Regions from separate parts of the Mus musculus genome. Here regions 2, 3, 4 and 5 are each linked to region 1. A link is a contact called in public Hi-C and HiChIP or PLAC-seq data. All regions are on one chromosome and are shown on one strand. The core of a region is the stretch at or near the end of the contact, and the rest is flanking DNA. Distances in the headings are between cores, read along the strand shown. Region 1 overlaps Antxr1 (anthrax toxin receptor 1). Region 2 overlaps Gfpt1 (glutamine fructose-6-phosphate transaminase 1). Region 3 overlaps Antxr1 (anthrax toxin receptor 1). Region 4 has its middle 23 kb from the start of D6Ertd527e. Region 5 holds the start of Gfpt1 (glutamine fructose-6-phosphate transaminase 1).

Region 1 (3,104 bases), core at 605-3,104:
CGCGCTGGAACCCACTGGGAATCTGCCAGGCTACACACGAAGTGTTTTTAATTCTAAAAAAAAAAAAAATCAAATGCCATTTTATTGTAAACTTCTCAGTTTATGTAGAGACTTCTCAAGAATCTTTAAAAACAAAACTCTATTTGCAGTCGTTAACCCTTCCTAGCAAAATTGTTTTTGTTCTTTTTAAATTGTTCTTTCACCAATAAACCGTCAACCCATACTTATTTCTGTCGAAGTGCTTTGTACGCTGAGAACAGGCCAGTCCCTTCCATCCCAGCACAGCACAGAGGCTTCTGTGTTCGCACACTCCCAGGAAGTCCCCCAGAGCATGTTCTTTGACATCTTATTTGTTGTAAGGGAACAATCTGATTTTGAGTCACCTGGGGCTTGAAGCGGGTGGATCCAGAGGAGGACAGCTGCCCATTGGCTGTCTGAGTCTTTCTCCAAAACAGAAACCTGCCAATTTTCTTTCACTTTGTCTCCCCTGCTGCTCTCTAGATGTAGAGTAATCCCTGCCACTGAGTCCAGGTGACCAGAGCAGGGAAGAAACCTGTGCCTACCCACAACTCAGATCGGCTGCTATCCATCCGTCATGGGCACACTAGGAAAGTACACTTGTTTTTAATAGGCTGTTACTTTCAGGTTATAAAGATTTCATGGGTAAAGACTGGCTCTATTCTTACCCTCTTTTGTATTCTCAAAGACTAACCTGGCACATAGTAGGCACTAAACATTTGTTAGATTTTAAAAAAGAAAGGATCCAAGGAATACTTTCTGTGTGCCCTTAATCCAGCCACCTATTCATGGGCTCTCTTTTCCATATTTGTATAATCCCTGGACCTTCTAACTACAAGGCCAACTAACCTGGGCCATGAAACTGGCTCATTAATGTTTCCTAGAACATCTTATGAGCTCCAATGATTTAGTCTGTAATTTTTAAACTAAATATCAACAAAGCCAGACACCCTTCCTAATTAAATTCTACTGCACACTATAGACCAATGATCGCACATCTGTCAGCAGCAGAAAAGGGCCACGGTCCATGTCAGACCTGAATATTTTACATGCATCTTCCTGGGACTCAGTGATTTTATGTGCTCTGATACAATCTACCAAATAAGCAAGCATAAGCTTAAGACATGTGGAAGTTTGGAGCCATATCTCCAGCCTGGATGTCATTCTTTGTAACAAGGACACTCTGCTTTCCCACTGAATCATGTTCCCACCATGTTTTCAGCGGGGGAGCTCAGATGGCTGTGGCCACTGGATCCCAGTGTGCTCAGCAGGCAGAACCTGTTCGACTGCCCCCTCCCCCCATTGAAGCACCCCACTAGTACAACAAGCTTACTTCTCAGAAAGCATTTTCCTATGAAATCGTGGCTGCTCTTTCCTAGAGAGAGGAGAGAGCTGTGGAGGCCAGGATGGGAGCTGTGACTTGCTGAGGCAGCTCCTGCAGCCTCTGCGGCTTTGGACATCTGTATGACCTGGGGCTTTTGAAAGCAGAATGAGAACAATACCAGGAGAGATGCCTGGTCCCAAAGTCCGCAAAGCCTCAGTGTCATTAATGATGGCAGAGGCAAGTGATCTCTTAGAGAAGACTCTCTGCTCTACTCCAGTAACTACAGTTTGATTCTATTTTTATTTAGTCTTCCAGCCTGCCAGTATGAACAGAGCTGAGAATGTCATCTCTTGTCTTTTATAGCTGCAAGATTGGAAGAGAGGGTAGGGGATCGAGAATACTCTCTGCTCAGCCACAAAATGCCCATCTGTTGTTCAGTGTGGGTCTTCCATGGGTCATGAATGCTGCACAGTCAACTGGGCAGCTTTGTAATGGGTAAATATGTAAGACACGGTGCCAGAAACAGGACAGATGGGCAGCCTCTGGGGTTGCACAACTTAGCATCTGTGGAGGGAGAGAGCTGGCTATGGTAAGGAAGACATCCAAGAGAGGTTCCCAGAATGGCTGCCACTGGAGTTCTGGGAGGGGAGAGCTCATGCTACAAGGGGCGGTAGGAGCTGGATGGGGCCCCAGAAGGGAAGCCATTCTGAAGATGAGCAATGAGCTGGCTTAAGGAAAGGGCTACTGTTGCCGAGACGCTCGCTCACTCGCATGCTGGAAGGAGGTTTTGGCTCCGTTAAAGCGGGGCTGTGAGGTGGGCTCTGACTGAGAGAAACCTTCAGCAGTTCCCATATGGAGGCTTGCAAGAGTGGGTAAGAGTCAAGCCTGGAAGTCAGACACTGCTCTTTGTCTGAGTGTGCTAGGGTCCAGGCTAGATTTGGGAGTTACACCTCTTCTGCCTTCTTACAAACAGAAGGGAGAAACCAACACAGGAAAAAAAATCAATTCAAATGTATTCGTGGGGCAGATAGGTCCCCAGTTTGCTGATCCTACAGATTTCCTAAAAGAGGTCCTGCCAGTGTTTGCTCAACACTCATGTCTTGTTGATCAAACACACAGAGGCTGTGTGTGCTGACTCATGCTCCAATTAACAGGAAGCCAGGCCTCCTCTTAAGCATCTACTGGAGAAGGCGAACCCTTTGTGGAGCAGATGGCAGGGAGCCAATAGCTGGCCTCCCCTTCCCATAACCTGCTTCGGCTTCCAGACACTGCCCTCAACTGCAGTAAGTAGGGACAGCTGGGGACAAGGGTCAAGAATCAAAGCTGCCAACCTATTTCAGTTCTCTGGCTTTAGCTTTCATGGGTTTTCTGGCCCCACTGCCCCGAGCACTTTGCAAAAGGCAAAGCAGGCCCAGGAGCATGGTGGGATCATTGTGTGGAGGTTTCACTGGAGAGTTGGTGGTAAATTCTAGCGGTGGTCAGAGGAAATTCCCAATGAACCACAACGAGAGAAGGCATAAGAGTGGGCACTTTCTTTAAAATGTTTTCCCATATTCTGCAGTAACAGGTGGGGATGCTGCAAGGGTCCTGAGAGGGTGGGCGAGCCCGGCCTAGGTGTGAGTGAGGCTTTCTTTTCTGCCTGCCTGGCCTCCTCTGCCATTCAGGATGTGAGGGTTGTTTTATCATCTTGAGACTTTTAAACACATGGAAAAGAAGCAATAGCTTACTTACATCTTCAGCCACACTATCCGACTATGCCTGA
Region 2 (3,231 bases), core at 102-2,601, 210 kb before region 1:
GTCATGGTCTCCTAGGTAGTTTTCACTGGGTATGTGGGAGAGTTCTAGAGTTGGATAGCAGGGCTGGGGCTCACAGTGTGAATGTGCATAATCCCACTACGAGGTGACAGTCACACACTAGGTTCTTGCTGTGGTTATCAGACCTTGGGCACTTTGCCTGCCTGTCTGTATAATATGTGTACCACATTTGTGCTTGATTCTCTTGGAGATTAGAAGAGGAACTGGAACAGGAGTTTGATATAGTTGGGAGCCATCATGTGTGCTCTGGAAACAGAACCCAAATTCTCTGCAAGAACAGCAAGTGCTCTTAACCATTGAGCCATCTTTCCAGCCCCTAGGTTTCTGTCATAAGTAGCAAAACACGAACTTCTGCAGAGGTCTTTCATGTTTGCACTTTGCTCCATGTTGAAAGCAGAAGTCAGAGAGCAGCTCTGGTCTCTAGAGCACACACCACAGCAGCTTACAGATACCGCATGACTAGACTCTAGTCTCCAACTCATGTCACAGGAGTAGACCATAGCAGAGTTTCTGATGTAGTCTTGCCCTTAATAATTTAATCATATGAATATATAATTAACAATTTAAATAAATGTAAAATATGATCCAAGCACTAGAAAGTGTTTAAAGTTTAGTATTGAATTTAGGAAAGGGATGTTGGGATGAGGGGAAGCCTCGCGATGTAAGAAGGTGTAGGCTTGGAAGATGTAAGTAAGTGGAGGTCAGATGGGAACACTGGGCTGCCTGGAAGAGCATTAGCTGAGGGCATTGGTGTGAAAGCCATGAGGAGGCTTATGCTCTGTTATGCTTATGCTCAGTAGTTTAGGGTATGTCTCAGGTCTAGGATTTGAAGAATTATAAAAGTCAGTTTAGGAAAGTTGGGGAGAGGAACTGTCCTGAGGAGGTGGATGGTGGGCTCAGGGGGCACCTCTGTTATGGAAGCTGATTAGCTTTTAAAGTCTGGGTGCTATCTGGTCTGTAGGTGCCAGGGAAGGGAAAGCCTGGGTTATATATAGCAGTACGATGTCGATCTGTCTGAGCACAGTGAAAAGAGGAAGAATGGGGAGACAGGAGCAATAGGAGTGGGACCGTGAGGACCACATAGATCTGTGAGGGAGGAGACCCAGGGCCAGAGCACAGTGCTCAAAGGATTCGTGGAACTTAAGTCAGGAAAAAGACCTGTTTGCTAAGCGAAGAGAATGAGGCCGACTTTGAGAACTTCATGGTATGCCTTTATTCCTGTGGTTACTGTGTTGTCTTAATCCCTCTGTGCCACATCCTGGGGAACAAAACTAGGACCCTGCATGTGCTATGTGTGTCGTCTCCTTCTGAGTCATACACCAGCGCTGAGACAGCTACTGTGTTTAAAACTCTTACGTGTATTACGTGCATATGAGTTGTCTAATGTAAACAGGATAGGAGTTCTCGGGGACGTCAGAACTGTCAGCTGAATGTTTGCCAAAGGTCACATTGCCAGTCACTCATGGGTGTGTTCCTTCAGTGACGCTCCTGAGGAACCCCACCTCCTAAGCAGTCTTTCTATTTATTTCTTAGTTATGGCTGTGTTGTCAGAGTTAGACTAAAGCATTATCCAGATTATGACATGCTTGGCAGGCTGAGGCAGGAGCAGCAAGAGGCCTGCCTGGGTCTCACACATTGTACATAAGTCATTTCAGACCTTGGGGGACTCCTAGAATTAGCCTAAAAGCCATCAGGGAATTTGCTTGACTAAGTTTAGGAAACATGTCTTAACATGCCTGTTCTTGATCTCCATCTGCAATACTACCTTCTCTGGTAGACTGTCTGCTCTTTTGGGAGGAGGGGTAGGGTGTTATATAGTCCCAAATGGCCTGGAACTCACTTTTGAAGACCAGGCCAGCCTTAGACTCACATATCTCCAGCTGCCTCTTGATTTAAAGGTGCGCCCTCCTCATGTAATTTGTCTGTTTTATATGGAGTATGACTCACCCCAGCCTCCAGGCGTTGTTTTTTTGTTTTTTGTTTTTTTTTCTGTCTTATAGCCATCCATTTGGTTTTGTATGGCTGAGTTTCTGAAGTATATGGCAAGCCAAAGGAAAAGAATCAGTAGAAAATGATGGATAGACAGACAGAACAAAATATCAAAATGTCTAGCAGAAATTGACTGGGAAGGCTTCTGTAACCCAGTCAGTTGGAGTTTAGTCAGGGTAAAATGGTCCCTCAAGTAAGGGGAGGCTTCGGAGTATCAAGAGTGGGCATTGTCAAATTGGGTAGAGCAGAAACAGACCTGGGATGGTGAGGTGGTTCTAACTTTTCAGCTTTTCCTTCCCTCTGCACACACTTGTTTGTTATGGGGAAACAGTAGTAACATCTGTTAGAAATAGTTTTTCCTTGGAGCTGTTCCCATGGCTTTCCTTAGGCTGTTTTTTTCTCGTGCCTATCACAGTGTTTAGAAGGCTATTCTGTCTTCAGATTGGAGAGAACAAACATTCTTGGGCCTGAAATGGTGGGGGGTGGGGGGGTGGGAAAAACCCCATTTCCAGAGGCAGTTTCTCAGTGGATTCAAACAGCACACAGTATTTTACCAATAGAACACACATCATACTTCCTAAAGTGTAGCGCACACCAAGACCTGTGCAAACACTGTACTCTTACACTGTGTTTTGATTAAGAGCAGGCACAGAAGTTAACCTGGAAATGCTCACAGGGGACCTGGAAAACATGAATAGTGTGGTTTATAGTCCAAGTCATTTGGGAAACCAGCAGCAAGTTTTGTTGTTGCTTTGTTTGGTTTCTACTTTGGTGGTGTCTGGGGACTGGGAGGCTAATACATGTGAGCAAGTGTGTCTGTGTGAATGTGGAGGTCAGAGGTCACTGTCGCATGCCTTTCTCAGTACCTTTCACCTTATCTCCTGAACCTGGGGCTTACTGACTGGCTGCACTGGCTGGTCATTGGGCTCCACCTTCCTAATGTTGGGACTTGCCGGTCTCCATCTTCGTAATGCTGGGATTACAGGCACCTGTCATTGTGCCCAACGTTTTATGTGAGTGCTAGAGATCCAAATTAGGTCTTCACACTTGCTGAGAGAATATTGTTGTCACCATCACCATCTTCAGAGATGATCCAATGGATTTCAGTAGGTGGGCAGAGGAGAGATGTCCCAGCAGTCCAAGTGAGGCCAACATTGGAACTGAACTGTTAAGTCAGTAGCCATGGCAAAGACTGAGAGAAAAGAGGGCTTGCATACAAACAGG
Region 3 (3,047 bases), core at 506-3,005, 130 kb before region 1:
TCCATCAGATCTGGGTGGCTGTGGAACCCTTTGCCTGCAGTTTAATTGGATTCTTTTGGTCGGCCAGTTTGCACATCTTTTTATGTTGCTTAGTTTGGCTGGCTCTGATCCCTTGCAATGCATATCTTCCAGCTGCTCCTCAGGTCTCGGAAACCCTAGTAAACCGGGAAATTGCAGCATTGGAAGCTTCACCTTTTGTTTTTAGGTTCCCAGGTGAGGATTCAAGCTGGCCCCTGAGTTTCTGAGTTTGAGCCTGTGGGATGCTGGGGAGATGTGAGAAGAGCTTTGGGGTGATTGTGTGCGAAGAATGTGCCAGGGGTGAGCTCATGAGTGCTGAGTGTTAGGAAACATCTGGGTATCAGGCATGCTCAGCAGAGACGGAGCTGGCCTTTGGAGATGGTTAAACATATGCCATGGCCCCACGAATTAAACCAAATAGTTTCCTATGAACAGAGGTCATTCAAGGAAATTGGATTTCACAGAGAGAATACTAAAGCAATCACGGAAAGAGTGTAACATACAAGCCAAGTTCTCTCTACAAATACCTTTTCCTCTGACCTAGTTTTCCCATGCGCTGTCTTGTTAGGAGGGCTGTAGGTATTTCTCAAGTTACAATAGGATTAATCTTCCAAAGTTTGTTTGGAGTTGGCTGTTTGGGATGGTGGTTAGGAAAATTGATCTTGGAAAGAATGTCTGGTTCTCAGGCTAGACCATAAAACTCTTTGGCTCACTGCTGTCTGCTGCTGTAACTGATGAAGTTGGCACACTAGTGCTGCATTAGGACATGGACTTCAGAGCAGCATCTTCCCATGCATGCCTTTTTCCACTCTGAGTCACTGCGTCCTTTCTGAAGCAGTTGCATTGTCTGTCAATCACTAGGGGCCTCAGCCAGTACTGGGCAAGCATCAGGGCCTTGCCCTCCAGAAGATACAGTCTAGAGGGAGACAGAATTAATGACTCAGAACAGCTGGACCCTAGTGGACCCTAGTGATCTGTGATGGTGCCATCATTGACTGGACCAGAGCCAGGCATCTAACCTGAGCTGGGTCAGTAGCATTCCCTCTCCTGAGAATCAGAATGTCCAAGTAGGGGTAGGCGGGCAGGCAGAACCAACCCTGGAAGTGAAAACTGGGGTGGGAGGCACCATCTTCTGTGTGTCGGAGAGAAGCAGAAGAGGACATTTAAATCCCTGAGATTCTCCCCCCTTCTCACTACTGCACATCTAAAACAAAAGTCAAGTAGTTCAAAGGTTCCCTGGCCCTGCCTTTCCATTAACATTACAGGTTTACATATAAAACGCCCATACATATGTATACACACACATATATAGCAGTATATAAAGTATATATGTAGTAAGTGCACACACACATTCAGTGTTCTTTCTGCTTTTGACTTTCAGTGTCTCCCTCCTACAGGATACTCAAGCTCTTAACTCAAGCTGTTGGCCGGCTCCTGGGAATCTCTTTGGCCTACCTCACTTTCTTTTCTGTCTTTGAACCCTACACTTTAATGTCGATCCATCATTTCAAAAGAAGACACCACGCTCTGGCTTTTCTTGTGACAGCACTCACATTCTAGGCCCAGTTCCATGACAGAGATAAACAGGTACTGTGTGAGCCCAGGGCAAGAGAAAGCGTGCTGTCGGGGTGAACAGCAGGCGTTCATCCAGCCCCCTTCCCTCCAACCTCAGGCTCGGCTTGTCTGTAATACATTTCCTCTCCTAGCCTGCTCTTTATGTGCTGTCCGGGAAAAGGATCCAAGGTCAACTCTCTTGATTATTTAATTCATTCTGCTGACACACAAGCTGGCGTGCTCTCTGTAATCGTGTCTTTTGATGCCAAAACCAGGGGTAAGATGAAAGCGTGGAGGAAATATTTGGAAGCACGAGGGAGCCGGAGAAGCGAAGGGAAGGGTGGAAACAAAATGGCCTATCTTTAGTGGGACACACGCTTTGTCAGTAATTATTACTGAGATATGATTTATTTAATATACGGCTCCCTTTCATCTGATTGCAAAGTTCTGTATTTGTTGAAAACTAGGAAAATACGTGAAGTGAAAGAGGAAAAAGAGGAGGGGAGAAGAAACACAGGTAACAGGACTCAAATACCTCTGTGCTTTTCTGTTTTAGAAATCACAGACACCCATGCAGTGCATGGATTTACAACAGTCAAATCAGGCTGTATAAAAATTAAATAACATGCCATGGGTACCCCTCCCTTTATTCTGCCTCTTGTATCCAGGACCTTGTACTTGCTTGGCAAAGGCTCTGCCATTGAACCCTGCCTGGCTCTTCACGTCCCTGCTATTTTTCTTGTTTTACTATTTGAAACTTTCATAGCTGTCTACTATAAACTCTATCTGCCCCCTATTCCCTTCCTCCACACCTCTCCGTCCCTCTTCATAATGGCTCTCCTTTCTTGCTTTAGGTGCCTCTGTCATCCACTCAGTCCCATTAGAGCTGCCCATATGCATATGGCTATGGGTTATCCACGGGTACAAGGGCAATGGTCACCTCTAAAAAGGAGCGAGTCTCCCTTCCTTTGAATCCCATAGCTCCACAGCTGTGGGTGTGGCTCTGGAGCCCCACCCCCATGCTAGGATTTTTAACTGACCATCTGTAGATCCCAAACTTCCTTCATGTTTTTAACCTTCACAGAAACATGAGATGTAGTTAAGTTCTTTACTGTGAGGCAGTAGGAATCCAGCTCTCTCTGCTATAAATAATAGGACTGCTTCCATTTGCCCACTGGTCATTCAAGGCAGAGTCACTGAGTTAGTTAATGCAGTGTAACACAGTGATCGATCATATTGTCAACTTTTCTTCTAGAAAAATGGATAACAACTTGTAGTCGCAATACTATTTTATGATGACTTCAATCACAGTTACACGTTGGGAAGGTTTCCAGTGTAATGGTCTGAGGGAGTGGAGTCCTTTCTATGGTGGTTGTTTTATTACATGCGAGGTTAGGTTTCTGTCCACACCCTTAGTTCCTGGCCTGTTCACAAGCTCTGCTCACTTCTCTACTGGGTTGTTCCCTTAAAAATTT
Region 4 (3,415 bases), core at 20-2,519, 150 kb before region 1:
AGCTCTCTGTGGCAGGAACTCAGCCAGGAGCCATTCATTAGTGGTGATAGTCCCAGCAGCTTGGGCACAAGGTTCTAGCCTTGTAGAGGGGTTCGGAGCAGAGAGCAGCCTTTGGTGTCATGCTGTCAGAGCGGAGTATTCTATCCTGCTGGTTCTAATTTGTCTCATTTCCTGGGAACTTACATGAGCTGTAACTAACTGGTGAACTGCATTAAGCTGTTGTTACTGTAGCTGATACTGAGGCTTGAGGTGGATCCTGGTCACCTCCATCTTCTGCTAGCTTCTCACTTTCAGCCAGCATCCCTGACTTGTCTGGATAGCAGTCAGATGGACCAATCAGATCCTTATCCCTGTAGGGTCTGAGGTTGGGTGGCCTTTCTTGTCCATTTGTTATAAACCTGGAGCTCCGAGGAACTGGGATGGGTCCCATGAGGCCCCCGTGTTGAACCTGCTCCACTGTTTCCTGGTACTTGGTAGCAGTACCCCACAGGCGCTCCAGTGTTTGGACTTAGGATTTACCACAGCCTTTTCAGCGTCTCAGGCTTTTCTCCCTGACCCCAGAGCTCTACTTTTGGGTTCCCTGCCTCTGAAACTCCACTGTGTCTGTCATACTATGATGTCTTCAGACTGATGGATTTTTTTGGTCACCATAGATAGTCATGTAAGCAGAGACCTTAAGCCCCTGACCTATCTGCATCTATAGAGATATCTCTATAGATGCAGATATGCATGCACGTGGACTCTGTCCTTCTGGAGAATTCTAGGATGCAGGGCTGAGGGTTGGGGGAGGGGAAGAGGGTTTAATAGGTGAATCATTTAGGTGCTTAGGACAATGCCTCGATTCCATCTGCCACTATGTGGCTCCTGGCGGATGCATATACACAACAGAGCATTGGTGTTCCACAGAACTGTAGAAAGCGGGGCAGACTCTGTGGACATTAGTATCTGGTAAGGCATCAAAAGCAAGTTCAGGATAATAGACACACCAGGCTCATGGGGCTGTTAACAGCAGGGCCAGTTGAGGCGAGGTCAGGCGCCGCTCTCTCTGTTTTCTTAATCTTCTGTATATCAGCAAATGTTCAGAATTAAGTTTAGTTAATTAAAAGAGAAACAGAGAGCAAGTGAGCATTAATGTCCACAAGCAGTCACATGACTGAACTTAACAGCAGCCGAAGAGAGGGTCCTTTCTGGCAGGTGTGCACATGTACATGCTCGTACAGCAGCTGGACTCCTGACTGAGGCAGACATGCTGCGTGCTCCACCCGTTATGGGATAGCAGAGATCCGGTCCCGTGACAGGATGCTAAGTAAACAAATGAGGTAAAAATAGAGCTGGCTCTTCTAATGAAGGCCAGGGCTGGCATTCCCTGCTGCTGTCCTACTCTGCATTCCTTGCATTTGTTTTTATTTTTCTTTCCAAGTGAAAAGCAGAAAGGGACTTTGACCCAGTTGACATGGAGTGTATGTATGTACACATTGAGAAGTGACCCAGAGAGGACAGAGTGAATGAGCTGTCAGAAGGAGCCATCCAATACCACCTAGGGAGAGCCCACACTGGGGAATACTTGAATATTTGCTTGAAGGGCATGGGGAAGTGGAACTGAGATCTTAATTACTGGTGTGTGCTCTCCCCCTCTCCTCTCCCCACACCGCTCTCCCCTCCCCCTTGCTTCCCCACTCTCTGTGCATCCACAGTTGTGTATCTGTGTGTAGAGAGCGCAGGTTATAGGTGTCTTCCCTGGTCACTCTCCACCTTATTTTAAAAATTACACTATTACTTACAGGTGTGTGGGTGTGCACAGCACAGCCTCTGCGCAAAAGCTGGAGGACAACCGCTTTCTTTCAGGAGTCATTTTGTTTCCTCCACTCTGTGAGTCCCAGGGATCGAACTCAGACTGTCTGGGTTGGTGGCAAGTGCCTTCACACTGAGCAACATCACTGGCTCACCCATGTTATCTTTGAGACAACGTCTCTTATTGATCCCACATTCATCAGTTCAGCTAACCAGGCTGGCTGTGACCTTTGACCTCCACTTCTCCAGATCCTGGATTAAATCCTGGGTCCAGATTTTATGTGGGGGCTGGGAATTCTAACTCAAGGCTCCATGCTTACATGAGAAGTACTTTCTGGCTGCTTGTTTGCTTTTATGTTTGTTTTTTCTTGAGACAGAGTCTCACTATGTTGCCCTGGCTAGCCAGAACCAGGAACTTGCAGAGATTCCCCTGCCTCTGCTGAGACCAAAAGCAAATGCCACCATACCTGGTGACCTAAGTTCCTCAAAGGAAATCCTATCCAAGACGTAGTTTTCATATCTATTGCTAGTTTTCTTGAATGCTTGGGAATGAGATTCCTTGGAAACGAGGTTCCTTGTTTACATTTATCTGCACAACCGACATTGGTTGGCTGGTAACTCTGTGACCCGCAGTGCGTGTATGGATTATTGGTGACTGGGATGCACTGATGGTCTACAACTGAGGGACACAGAGCAGCAGCAGGACCCTGCCTCCTCTGAAATCCCATTTTCAGCCACAAACAGGGCAATTCTTCTTTCCCCTTTCTTGCTCAGCCTGCCTGTTTGGCAAGATGGTGAGACCCTGCATCAACAGGCTGGTTGGCCAATGGACACAGTTATTGTTAATGAGAAGAAAACTTCTTTTGCAGTAGAGTGAAAACATCTGGAATTCCCCATACAACAGAGATGGTGGTCCACTTTATCTCTAATCCCCATGTGATCATAGCACGGACCCAGATGGAAACAGCCCTAGTCATGGCTGAGAATAGCTCCTTGTACCAATGCATGTCTGGAGGGAAGAAGACAATCTAGGGGTCAGGATTAGGAAGAATTGTTTGAAGTGAGAAAGAAATCTTGCTGGAGAGATAACTGTGGCTTGTACCATTCCTCTGCAAGGAAATTTCTCCATTGGATGCCTGGAATCCATAGACTTTGCAGTCACTGGGAACCTGGGAATGGAACCCAGTGGAGCCCAGGCAGAAGCCAGTCTCCAGACAATGGATCCTGGAATGGTTTTGTTTTTGGAACACTCAGGATTTGCCTAAAATCCTACATGATAGCATGGCTGGAAAGATAAGACATCATTGACTTCAGTTTTCCTTTCTTTCTTTCTTTCTTTCTTTCTTTCTTTCTTTCTTTCTTTCTTCTCTTTCTTTCTTCTCTCTCTCTCTCTCTCTCTCTCTCTCTCTCTCTCTCTTTCTCTTTCTTAAGATTTTATTTCTAGGACATCTTTGTCGGATACGTGCCTGCAGGTATGTATGTGTGTGAAATATGCACTTGCCCAAGGATTCCAGGAGGGTGCATCGATTAGATTACCCCTGGCAATGGAGTTAGTGAGCTGCCTGGCATGGGTTTTGGAACAAAGCTCTGGTCCTCTGCAAGAGCAGGAAGCTACCACGCTAGT
Region 5 (3,011 bases), core at 203-2,702, 230 kb before region 1:
CTAAGAGGTCCTCTAAGGAACATGTCACTGTGTTAGCTCTGCCAACGTAATCTAGGGACCTGTGTAATGGCTTGGAATAATGAAGAGCCTTTTAGATGAGAAATACTTCCTTGATTACTTTTTCTAGCCTCTATTTGAGATAGGCGATAAAAAAACTGAAAAGCCTTTGCTTCCTTGCACATACAAAGAGCTTAGGACAAGCCTATAAGGCTTTTATCACTCTTTCCAGCCACCAGAACAGTTTTAATTTGCCACGTATTGCTCTGGTCTATGACTAGGCAAGTGTTGGTTATTAAAAAAAAAAAAAGCCAACCAAACAAACAAACAAAAAAATCTCACTCTATCATAAAGGAACTTAACAGTTTAGTGGGGAGAGGAAAAAAACCACCTTTAATACAGAAGTCTGTTATAGCCGGGCGTGGTGGCGCACGCCTTTAATCCCAGCACTCGGGAGGCAGAGGCAGGCGGATTTCTGAGTTCGAGGCCAGCCTGGTCTACAGAGTGAGTTCCAGGACAGCCAGGGCTACACAGAGAAACCCTGTCTCAAAACAAACAAACAAACAAAAAACAAAACAAAAAACAAAAAACCAAAGAAGTCTGTTATTGTATGAGACAGATCAAAGGATGAGATGTTAAAACCATCTTGGGGAGACCTAAAGATGTCACACTTAAAAGTGGCAAGGATGTGATGTGGGACTCTGTAGAATAACCCTGGCGTGCAGTTTTGAATGCTGGAGCAGTAGGAAGGGGATTCTGGCTGAGAGTGCTTCTGTGGGCCCTACTCATTCATTTCCGTTAGAGCTATCAAGTGCGGGCTGATAACCAGCTACTTTTGCTCCAAGGTATTATTTAAACCTTCTGAAAGGGAACGCCCCGCTAACTCCTCTTTTCTCAACGGAGAGTTCATTCGCGACAAGAGCGATCCCGAGTACAACGTGCCCACAGCTTCCCTGAGCGCAGGCGCAGTGCTGGGACTACTGACTAGTGGTACCTTAGGCAGAGAACAGTGAGGAAGGCAGGGAGTGGGGCGCTGAGCACCTTGCCTACAGCTCAGGTCGTCACCGGAATGGCTGCCCGAGGGCGTCCTGCAGGCTCCCGCACCTCTGCGCCAGCAGCGCAGTTCCGGCCACCGTGGCTCTGCACACTGACACGTCTGTCCCAGGCTCTCCCTCCTGCCCTACAGCTTTTCTCTCTGTCTCCCTCCTTCCCGTTCCCCTTGAAACACACAAACTGCTGTGTAAACATTCCCTTCCTCCTCCTCCTCCGAGGCTCGGCTCGCCCTCAGCGGGCGGCTCCAGGAACCTAAAGCGGATGCTGGTCGAGCCCCTGCCACGTCGCTACCCGCAGCTCTGCGTCTGCGCGCTGGGCGGGCGATGCCTGCGCGTGAGCGGCGCGGGCGCGGCCCAATGGGAGAGCCGCGGCGGCGCGCGTGGCCGGGGGGGGCGGGGCGGCAGTTGAGAGCGAAGCGAGCGCTGAGTCGGACTGTCGGGTCTGAGCTGTCGCATCCCAGAGTCCTCTCATTGCCACCACCCCGGCCCGAGCTCACCCTCGCTTCTGAAGCTCTCCGCGCGCCCGACAGCTCAGCCCTCGCCCGTGACCAACATCATGTGCGGTAAGGGCAGCGATGGGGGTGTGTGGTGGCCGCAGGGCCCGCGCAGTGAAGCCAGAGGTGGACAGCGCGTGTCAACAGAGCGGCCTTGGGGCTGGGGTCCTGAAGAGAAGGGGGGCTTGTGGAGCGGGCATCCCGAGGAGATTGAGGGTCCTGAGGGGAGCCGGGATCTGGAAGGAGAAGGGTCTCTGGGGAGAAAGGCTGCTGTCCGTGAGGCAGGGACTCTAAGATGGGGATTCCGGTGTTGAAGGGGCGGCCGGAGCTAGTGTGCTTAAGAGGGACCGGCAGAGGAGATTGTGGGGGCCCTAGGAGTCAGAGGCTACTTAAAGGGGCTAGAGGATTGGGGGTGGGGTGGGCCAGGGAGGGTATCAGAGCGTTCAAGGGGCACCTTTGCATAGAGCTCAGAGGATAGATGAATACCTACCTTAGAAGAGCTGTGAGGCTCAAAGTGAGACCAAGTATGGAGGGATGCCTAGGGGAAGGTCCACCAGGTGAGTGAGGCGACCTGTGAACATGCTGTGTGGTACTGGGGGTTAAACTCATAAAGGCAGCTTGTCAAGTGAGTGAGTACTCTTTCCCTTAGCCACACCCCCCAAATCCCCTTTTTCTGTCTCTTTGTAACTGGGTCCCACTTGGTAGCCCAGGTTGGCCTGTAATTCACATTGCCCTGTCTCAGCCTTCCAAGTGTTGTGATTATAAGTATGAATGACCACTCCTGGCTGGTAGCATTTCTTGAATTTACTTATCTTGCAGTCTTAAAAATACTTAATTCTAGTCACTTTATTTTAGGCAGGCCTGCGAGAACTCAAGCCAACGCACTGACAGTGATACCCCACATGACTTCTGCCACTCTTAAGTCTCTCAACAGGAACCATTACTAAATCAATAACTTGATGAAATGGGCTCAGAGCTGATCTTGTTGGAAGAGAGAGTAGTAGTCCTGGCTAAAGATCCCACATCATGCATGTACACCTGTTTAACATATGTCTTTACTACAACCATTAAAAAAAACAGGCTCTTTTATTCCATATTTTAAGGCTTCTTATTTAGCTGGGCGGTGGTGGTACAACGCCTTTAATCCTAGCCCTCAGGAGACAGAGGCAGGTGGAAATCAGTGATTTTGAGTACAACCTGGTTCCAAGACAGCTGGAGCACAGTTACACAGAGAAACTCTGTCTTACCCCTCACCCCCGCCCCCCATTATCAAAAAGTGTTACTAAAAGATACCATGAGAATTATATATGATACCACTAATAATATTGTAAAATGGGAATGAGCCATTAGTAGTATTTAAAAAGTTATATTTTTACCTTTCCTTTTAAAACCGACAATGACCACTAGACTAAAGAGCGTTTGTTTCTTAGAAATAGTGTCCCACGCTGTCTCTCAAGCAGGTCTAGAT

Evidence for each region. Hi-C and Micro-C count contacts between places; a contact is called where the count stands out from the background. HiChIP or PLAC-seq counts read pairs in DNA pulled down with a chosen protein or histone mark.
Region 2: an HNF4G HiChIP or PLAC-seq map of pancreatic cancer cells shows a contact between it and region 1. The contact joins two enhancer-like sites. A contact is called at or near these places in 1 of 115 datasets of contacts at active chromatin or transcription factors (pancreatic cancer cells) and 3 of 9 other capture datasets (adipose tissue, liver and pancreatic islet).
Region 3: a Hi-C map of uterus shows a contact between it and region 1, with 1.6 times the contacts expected there. The contact joins two enhancer-like sites. A contact is called at or near these places in 4 of 484 Hi-C or Micro-C datasets (the HPC-7 cell line, bone marrow-derived macrophages and uterus), 4 of 115 datasets of contacts at active chromatin or transcription factors (T-cell acute lymphoblastic leukemia, embryonic stem cells and pancreatic cancer cells) and 2 of 9 other capture datasets (adipose tissue and pancreatic islet).
Region 4: a contact with region 1 is called in an HNF4G HiChIP or PLAC-seq map of pancreatic cancer cells. The contact joins two enhancer-like sites. A contact is called at or near these places in 11 of 484 Hi-C or Micro-C datasets (DN2 thymocytes, the G1E-ER4 cell line, Th2 cells and 6 more), 9 of 115 datasets of contacts at active chromatin or transcription factors (a beta-TC-6 cell line, effector CD8 T cells, embryonic stem cells and 4 more) and 3 of 9 other capture datasets (adipose tissue, embryonic stem cells and liver).
Region 5: a contact with region 1 is called in a FOXA1 HiChIP or PLAC-seq map of pancreatic cancer cells. The contact joins the promoter of Gfpt1 here to the enhancer-like site in region 1. A contact is called at or near these places in 3 of 39 promoter capture datasets (the C10 cell line, embryonic stem cells and pre-B cells) and 2 of 115 datasets of contacts at active chromatin or transcription factors (embryonic stem cells and pancreatic cancer cells).

The regions. Positions count from the first base shown.
Region 1 is chr6:87,275,202-87,278,305 of GRCm38.p6, forward strand. All of the region lies in intron 8 of Antxr1 (anthrax toxin receptor 1), which reads right to left. Among named protein-coding and RNA genes, the nearest start is that of Gm34170, 6.0 kb to the right of the region's middle. Within about 2 kb of position 1,855, at least 107 of the 459 cell types and tissues checked have an H3K27ac peak or open chromatin away from gene starts, as enhancers often do. A contact at or near this core is called in liver, pancreatic cancer cells, pancreatic islet and 1 more, where this site is marked.
Region 2 is chr6:87,067,985-87,071,215 of GRCm38.p6, forward strand. All of the region lies in intron 11 of Gfpt1 (glutamine fructose-6-phosphate transaminase 1), which reads left to right. Among named protein-coding and RNA genes, the nearest start is that of Gfpt1, 27 kb to the left of the region's middle. Within about 2 kb of position 1,352, at least 93 of the 459 cell types and tissues checked have an H3K27ac peak or open chromatin away from gene starts, as enhancers often do. A contact at or near this core is called in pancreatic cancer cells and pancreatic islet, where this site is marked.
Region 3 is chr6:87,142,081-87,145,127 of GRCm38.p6, forward strand. All of the region lies in intron 17 of Antxr1 (anthrax toxin receptor 1), which reads right to left. Among named protein-coding and RNA genes, the nearest start is that of D6Ertd527e, 39 kb to the left of the region's middle. Within about 2 kb of position 1,756, at least 18 of the 459 cell types and tissues checked have an H3K27ac peak or open chromatin away from gene starts, as enhancers often do. A contact at or near this core is called in uterus, where this site is marked.
Region 4 is chr6:87,125,967-87,129,381 of GRCm38.p6, forward strand. No RefSeq gene overlaps it. Among named protein-coding and RNA genes, the nearest start is that of D6Ertd527e, 23 kb to the left of the region's middle. Within about 2 kb of position 1,270, at least 35 of the 459 cell types and tissues checked have an H3K27ac peak or open chromatin away from gene starts, as enhancers often do. A contact at or near this core is called in liver and pancreatic cancer cells, where this site is marked.
Region 5 is chr6:87,041,394-87,044,404 of GRCm38.p6, forward strand. It overlaps Gfpt1 (glutamine fructose-6-phosphate transaminase 1), which reads left to right and starts at 1,453. Exons shown (of 19, transcript NM_013528.3): 1 at 1,453-1,612. The coding sequence starts at 1,606.